Regions from separate parts of the Gossypium hirsutum genome. Here region 2 is linked to region 1. The links are chromatin contacts, called in public Hi-C maps. All regions are on one chromosome and are shown on one strand. The core of a region is the stretch at or near the end of the contact, and the rest is flanking DNA. Distances in the headings are between cores, read along the strand shown.

Region 1 (4,212 bases), core at 762-3,261:
GTCTTTTCATGGAGAAAATAGGCCCCGGTTCTCCTCCAAAGGTATTCCTTTTGTCTAATTCTATAAATTTTTCCAGAGGAAATACTACTCCTGGTGCCTATGACTTGACCGTCATCTCGAAGCCCTTGAGGGCTAGCATGTTAGCAGCATCTCTACAACGAGCCATGGGCATTGGGAACAAAGGGAATCCCTGTAATGGAGAGTTACCTAGCTTGTCTCTTCGGAATCTTCTTCTTGGGAGAAAAATTCTAATTGTCGATGACAACAATGTCAACCTGAAAGTTGCTGCTGGTGCACTGAAAAAATACGGAGCTGATGTGGTTAGTGCAACAAGAGGAATAAAGGCTATTGAACTGCTGACACCACCTCACCACTTTGATGCCTGTTTCATGGATATCCAAATGCCAGAAATGGATGGGTATGTAATCCTACGGCGTGTCATGATTCTAGAACTTTGTTTTGCAATTCTGATCTGGAAATTGAGTTTTGAAACCTTAAGAATAAGATAACAAAATACGTGACAGTTTTTTTCTCCAGTCAGTGCAATGAGCATTGAAGATGCCTTCTGTGATGTCTTATCTTTAATGGATGCTGTTTGCGTCTCAGTGTTTCTCGATTATATTCTCAGTCATGTTCATTGCTAATAGTTTTTTCTTCGGCTCCCTACAGATTTGAAGCTACGAGGAGAATTCGGGATGTGGAACAGAATATCAATAATCATATTAAATTTGGAGAAATTTCAGTGGATGATTACAACAGTGTTTCAAACTGGCATGTACCCATTTTGGCTATGACAGCAGATGTTATCCAAGCTACACACGAGGAATGCCTACGGTGTGGAATGGATGGATATGTGTCAAAACCATTCGAAGCTGAGCAGTTATACCGGGAAGTTTCACGATTTTTCCATTAGGCATTATTAGATCAGAAACTGTTTGAAGAACATCTGCTCATGACTTGGCATGGGCACTAATGGGACTGCCTGTACTTTGGCATTCTTTGCGGTACCTCAATAATTTCAGATTATTCCCAACAGTGAGTTCCTTACCCTCATCTCAAAAACTCTGAATTCTCAAGTATTTCCACTCATAAGGTTTTCCTCATGGTTTTGCTTGATGTACCTATGCTTGACCATTCAATTACTTTTTCAAACTTTTACAAAAACTAAAAACGTCATGTTTATCTGCTTTACCGATCTGTTGACATGTATGTGATGGTTGATGTTTTTGCAGGGAAACATTTGTTTTTGTTGCAGAGTGTACATAGAATCATGCTTGAATATAGGGATTGAGTTTTCTTGTAGTTTTACAATTAAGATGGCAAAGCCTGTTGATCCTTTTGTTTTGATTTGTAAAGTTGGTCATTCCAATTCCAAGTCCTTTTCAGCAGGGTTGGTAAATTGAGATGTCTGTGCAGTAAGAACTAATTGACTTTGGGGTTAAAAAGCAGTTTGCTAATGGAAATGGAGGGAAGAAACCCAGTTCCAAGTCCTGGAGTGTGTTCATAGAAAATTGCAGCAATCCTCGTTGTGTTAGTAATGAAAACTCCTGCAAAATTAAAGCTGTTTTTTTCTGAACATTATTTATTGTATCATAGTGACCAAATTGAATTGAAAGAATTGAAGATTGATTGCTTCTCAGCTATTGAAGGGGAAGATTGCACCCTTGTACATTAACCTTGTATTCGTAATGATTGATTACTCCTTTACCTTTTTGTTAAGCTTTCTTCTTACATGTTTAGTAGTTAATAATATTATGAACGCAGCACAAAAATATGCTTGAAAATCAAATCATTATAAATTATTAATATATTAAAGTTTATTATAGAATATTTTATGACATTGAAAAATAGGAATTCATGGAAGTAGAAGAGAAAAGGTGACAAAATGCATCCATTTGAATTTATCTATCACCCTTTTTTTTTTTTCAAAAAAGGAACATAACGGGGGTATAGCCGCTTTCATCAGCAACAAGTCTGGCCCATCAAAAGTACAAACACCAATTGACCATGACGCTACAAGTCAGGCAACCCCGTTTCCCTCTCTATGGTTGTGCACCACAGGACGATGAACAAGTAGTTTAATCCGGCTGATGATAGACCAATGAGCAAAATCCTCTGCAAGTCACTGAGCATCCCAACAACCTCCAAACCAAACGTGGAGCACCCAGATTTCAGGCGTGAGAAAGTCCCTCCAAAAACACCCTAACTTCTTCGCTAATCCAGTGATCTACTCAATCCCTTAATAGCACTTTTATAATGAAAACTACAATATGCATGCACTACGCATTGCAGACTTAAGTCGGATTTTTAAGTATGATACATGTTCTATATGTAATTATTTTATTTTTAACTAAATAATTTTAAAATTTCACTTGTCAAAATCATGTAAAATTGATAAAATAAAATAAAATATTTAAAAACATTCTGTCACATAAAATAACATAACTTGAATTTTTAACACGAAGAATTATATAGATTTATACTACTTTACCGTAAAAAAATGAGAACACAGTACAAACAACTAATTTTTTTATTTAATTGCAAATTATATGAAAATATGTTATGAGTTAAAATATGACATGAACAAAAAAAATATTTTCTAAATTAAATTATAGTAATAAATTATACAAAACACAATATAAGACAAAAAATAATAGAAACGTAATTGACATATACGAATGTATCAAAATTTACATAAAATGATTTAAATTTAAGATTAAATCATGATTTCACCCTTAAATTATCATACTTTTTCTAATATCTAATTTTTTTTGCCTAAATTAAAAAAATAATTTATGTCAATATAACTCAATACCATATTTATCCCTCAAAATAATATATTTCATTTTGGGAAAAGTAGTTTGAATTTTTTTGGCCTAAATCTTTTTTTCCCAAACAGTTTTATTAACCCTTGAACTATATTACTTTACCAAGATTAATTAATGTTCAATATAACTTAATACCATATTTATCTCTTAAAACGGCTCAAAACTAATTATCCACCATGTTAAATTGCTATAGATTAAATAACTTTTCATTGTCTTAAAATACTCTAATCCCATATTCATATTTATCTCCAAATATATATAAAAAATATCTTTTTAAAAAAATTGATACTATTATAAAATAAAAGATAGAGCATAAAAAGCAAAGAAAATAGGAGAGCAAAAGAGAGAGAGTGTATTTTTATTGATCAATGAGGATATTTACAAAGCTTATCTTAAGTCTCTATTTATAGGCATAAGAAGCATAAATAAAGTAGATGGCTATTAGAATTTAAAGTACGTCAAAACTTATCGTGATCTTGATCGACATTCACTTAATAAGATATTCATAACATTCACCTTTAGATGTCCGTTGGTAGATAATGTGTAACAACCCATTTTTCAGTGAAATTGGAACAGTGATTTCGGGACCACAAATCCGACCCAAAAATAAGGTTTATTTTTATTTCATTATATGGTCCGTTCTATAATAGGCATGTTGTGTGAAAAATTTGATACAAAAATTTTATCGATTAAGTGTTTAATTTTGAAAAGGACTAAATCGCATAAAATGCGAAAGTTAAATTCTAGTAGCTATAAGGATCAAATAGCTATGGAATTCAAAACTTAAGGTCCTTACATGGTAATTAGACCATTAAGAAAAGTATGTAGATTTTTCTTGGTGACTCATCCATGGAAATATAGAAAAAGAGCAAGGACTAAATTGGAGATAGTAAAATACCTAATCAATTAAAAGATGAAAAGAAAATATATCATCTTATTTTCATCATCTTCAACCTAAAGACACACGGAAACCTTAGGAGAGAGAGAAGAAACTTTTAAGGCTTAATTGGGTAAGTTTCCTTATCTCGTTTTTAGTAATTTTGATATTTTTGAAATCAGGATAGCTTAATCTCTCTACTTGAGGGATTAATTTGAAAAGTTATCAAGGTATGAAAAATGGGTCATGGATGTATATGCTGGAAATTAGAAATTTATGGCAGAAAATGAAAGATTATTGATAGATAAACTACTTTTACAAAGTGATTTTTGATGAAAACATGATTTAGGGATTAAAATGAAAAGTTGTAAAATTTGATGAAAAATTTTGAAGTTTTATGAATACATGTGCTGCATAAATTGTAATGGGGGCTTTGGTTAGGCTTGGAATAGGATGTAATTTGCACAAGTTTCATTTTCCGAGCCTAAGGACAAAATCAAAATTTTA
Region 2 (3,719 bases), core at 927-3,426, 150 kb after region 1:
CTAAAGAAGAGGAGAAAGAGGAGGAGGAAGGAGAAGGGAGACTAAAGTATATTGCTTAAGGGAGTAAAAGTGGGAATAAGATCCCTTTTGTATTGTATGTTAGGTATATATAGGGAGAAAGTCTCCTTGCTTGTAATGTCACGTCATCAACAACACGAGTGGTGGCCTGCTCGTGTGGTCAGTCAAGTAGCAAGTCTAGGGTATATTGCTAAAGGGAGTAAAAGTGGGAAGAAAATCAATTTTGTATTGTATGTTGGGTATACATAGGGAGAAGGTCTCCTTGCTTGTAATGTTACGTCATCAACAGCACGAGCGATGGCCTGCTCATGTGGCCAGTCAAGTGGCAGGCCTGTTATATGTTGGTTGTTGTTAAGTTTAATTTTGTGTGGGCATACTCTAACATTCCATTTACGGAGGTAGTAGAAGCTTGTTAGGCTTCAATAGTCCCTTGGTGGTCCCCTCTTGGGGATAAGAATGGGTCGCTAATAGTAGGTGGCTTGATAGGAAAGTGAACAGTAGAGGTGTCCATAGGTCGAGTTGGGTCAGGTTCTGACTAAGTCCAATCAAAATCTTAAGCTTGATTGGTAGGCTTAGGCTTGGCCTGACCCAAAAAACAAGATTAAATTTTTGTCAAAACCCGGCCCAGTTTATATATATGAAACTCAAGCCTGGCCCGATTTGGCCAATTTTTTAAAAAAATTATTATTATTTTTTTATGAGCATATTGTTTGCTTGAAGAAAAGAACAAATTTGGTTCTTTTCGTTTCACATAACATAAGGATTTCTACACCAAATATTTAGGTTTCCTTTGATGAAATGAGGTAAGCCAGTGTGTATATATATTCTTGCTTCACCAAACCCCAAAACATTTACTATTTTTCTTTATTATGCTTGTTTAGAATAATACGATATAAATAAACTAATTTTATCAAAGAAAAGAAGACGACGAAAAAGAAAATGAGATGGGTAATTTTCTTTCTAAACAGACCATCCATGGCTGCCGCACCGTTACAAGTTTCTACTTTCGGAGAGGGAAACACTGCTTCGATTAATGATAGTACTAGTCATAATAAACCTTCCCAACTATAAAGAAAGCAATCTACAAAGCAGAAGTATGGGTTTATTGCTGATAACTTCTCAACCTTCGATCAGGTTCCTTTTTTTTCCCCCTCAACTTGAAAAGAAAAGAAAAGAAAACTAGGAAGCAGGAAGAAGTAGATATGACAAATGAAGCAAGAAGCATCAGTGGCAAAAAAGTATGAAGAAAAAAAATTTAGTCATTAAGGATTAAGGAAGGGGAAATAGAGATCGAAAAGGGAATTAAGGATTGGGAAGAGAAAGAGGAATATGAGGAACTTGGTTTGCTGGGAACAGGGGTAAAATATTTAGGTTAATAAAATCAGGCTAGGCTCGAGCTGAAAAAACTTTACTTGAAACCCGATCTATTTTTTAAAAGGGTCTTATTCATAAGCATAAACTCAATTTTTAAGCCTATATTTTTGTCCAAACCCTCTTATATTTTGGGCGAACGACCCGACCCATGGACAAGTATAATGAACAGGCGATCAAAGGCGGGTGGGGTGCCTTTCCTATGGGTGGCATAAAATATGTTAATGGTTGATTATGAGGTGACCAACTGGAAGTTCATCTGTAGGGGCCTTTTAAATCACTTCTCTTGTTGTTACATATCTAAGCAGAGTAGGGGTATAGCAAAAATGTTTATAATTTTTATATATTTAATTTTTTTAATTTTAAATTACTTGCTGAGTGACATACACAACAAAATAGGAGCACGACAATTATAATGTACTTGTACATATGGTATAATTTCTAATGGTTTTGTTAAATTGTAGTGAAAATTTTTCAATTTGATAAAAACTCAAAAGATAAAAGGGTTCAAGATAGAAAAAAAAAGAAGAAGCATATGCCAAATTCACAAAAGTTACAAGTGTTAGAGGTTTAACAGGTAATTATACTTCAATTTTAAACGGAATTAATGAAAGAAAAGTTATTCAATGGACTGACAATGAGTCATTTAAAAAGTAAAGATTCAATCAAACAAAAGTAATGAATTAAATCCAAACAAATTGATAAGTAGAGGGACTATTCTTAAGATTTACCAATAAATTTGCTTGGCTTAGCTGCGTTATATTGACGCAAAGAAAAGAGGGTGTATAAGTGAGGGCCCTTTCTACAGTGACTGATAAATAAAATAAATGAAAGAAATGAAATTAAGAAAAACACGCCGGCAGGCATCCACTGTTCGATTTTGATATTAATTTTTTATGATTCAAAATGAACCGTTGGATCAATCCTCCTATAAATACACCTCAATATTTATTATTATAAATAAGAAAAAAAAGAGATAAAAAAGGAAAACCCTCTCTCAAATCTTGGCTCGCCAGTCGCCTCTCTTTCTCCTTCTTCTTCTTCATTCTGTTGGCTGCTGCTGCTGCTTTGGTGGCGTGATTTAGAAGCCACAACTCAATTTCATATAAAGAAAAAAAAAGTGAGATGGATCCAGACGCAGTAGCCAAGGCCTTCGTCGAGCACTACTACTCCACATTCGATGCCAACCGGGCCGGTTTAGCCAATCTCTACCAGGAAGGTTCCATGTTGACCTTCGAAGGTCAAAAGATCCAGGGCTCTCAGAGCATCGTCGTTAAACTCACCAGCCTTCCTTTCCAGCAGTGCAAGCACAACATCACCACCGTCGATTGCCAGCCTTCCGGCTCCGGCGGCATGCTCGTCTTCGTCAGCGGTAACCTCCAACTCGTTGGCGAGCAGCATGCTCTCAAGTTCAGCCAGGTATTTTTCTTATTAGCTCAGCCATCTACGGCTAATCTTATGTGTCACTCTTGAATTCATCGGTTATATCCTTGTGTTAATTTCACGATTCCATTTCGTATTGGTGGATCTTTTAAGTTGGTGTTTTGATCTGACCGAAGCCGGAGCGGGAATGGAAATGTTCTCTATGGGATCTTAATAATGGTCTTATCTGTGATGTTTAAGCATTAATGCTCATCGGATTTGCTTAAGATTACAGTTCCAGGAATTGCACATTTTTCATTCATTTTGCATCTATATTGATGGGATTGGTTCAGGTAAAAAAAATGTTATTTCGGCTATAAACCCGATTTCATTAAATTGTGCCATAATACGTTTTGGAAGATGTGGATTTGTTTTTGGATCCACCATCTTTCCATAGAACCTGCTCCACTTTTACTTTGTTTTGCAACCTGGAACTGCACATTTACATGTTCCTTGTCATCAATTATTTGGACCGTGTCGGTCCTGGATATTCCTATCCTCTTGCTATAAGCGTGGTGTGGGCCGTAGTTGTGTAGGTAATTATACTATAGACACTGCATTCAAGAGCTTGCTTTTGTTTCATTTTGTTTATTGCGCCCTTTGCTTGTACTCATTTCATTTTTATACTTGTCTTTTTCGCATAAGTGACAGAGGTCCTCTCAGTGCTCACTCTGAACAATTATCTGCCATCTCCCTTGATGTTGTTTCTTGCGACTCTACTGGATATAAAAGAAAATCCACTACCACATGCCCCTTCCTCACCTGGAGACATTGATGATTTCCTTATGGTTTATGTCTTTCATTCACGTGGAGCAAACTTTTATATGTGTTTCATCTATGTTGATAGTTAACCAATGTTTATCCCAGATTACATTTTTTTTGAAGTACACATCTGTATTCAACATATT

The links. Hi-C and Micro-C count contacts between places; a contact is called where the count stands out from the background.
Region 2: a Hi-C map of leaf shows a contact between it and region 1, with 2.3 times the contacts expected there. The contact joins the promoter of LOC107886428 here to the enhancer-like site in region 1. A contact is called at or near these places in 2 of 34 Hi-C or Micro-C datasets (callus and leaf).

The regions. Positions count from the first base shown.
Region 1 is chrA03:76,413,075-76,417,286 of Gossypium_hirsutum_v2.1, forward strand. It overlaps LOC107886429 (histidine kinase 3), which reads left to right. Exons shown (of 12, transcript XM_016810386.2): 10 at 1-418; 11 at 670-1,035; 12 at 1,233-1,719. The coding sequence ends at 913. Among protein-coding and RNA genes, the nearest start is that of LOC107886429, 7.2 kb to the left of the region's middle. Within about 2 kb of position 2,012, at least 3 of the 9 cell types and tissues checked have an H3K27ac peak or open chromatin away from gene starts, as enhancers often do. A contact at or near this core is called in leaf, where this site is marked.
Region 2 is chrA03:76,566,179-76,569,897 of Gossypium_hirsutum_v2.1, forward strand. LOC107886428 (nuclear transport factor 2A) reads left to right here and starts at 2,177. Exons shown (of 2, transcript XM_016810382.2): 1 at 2,177-2,808. The coding sequence starts at 2,515.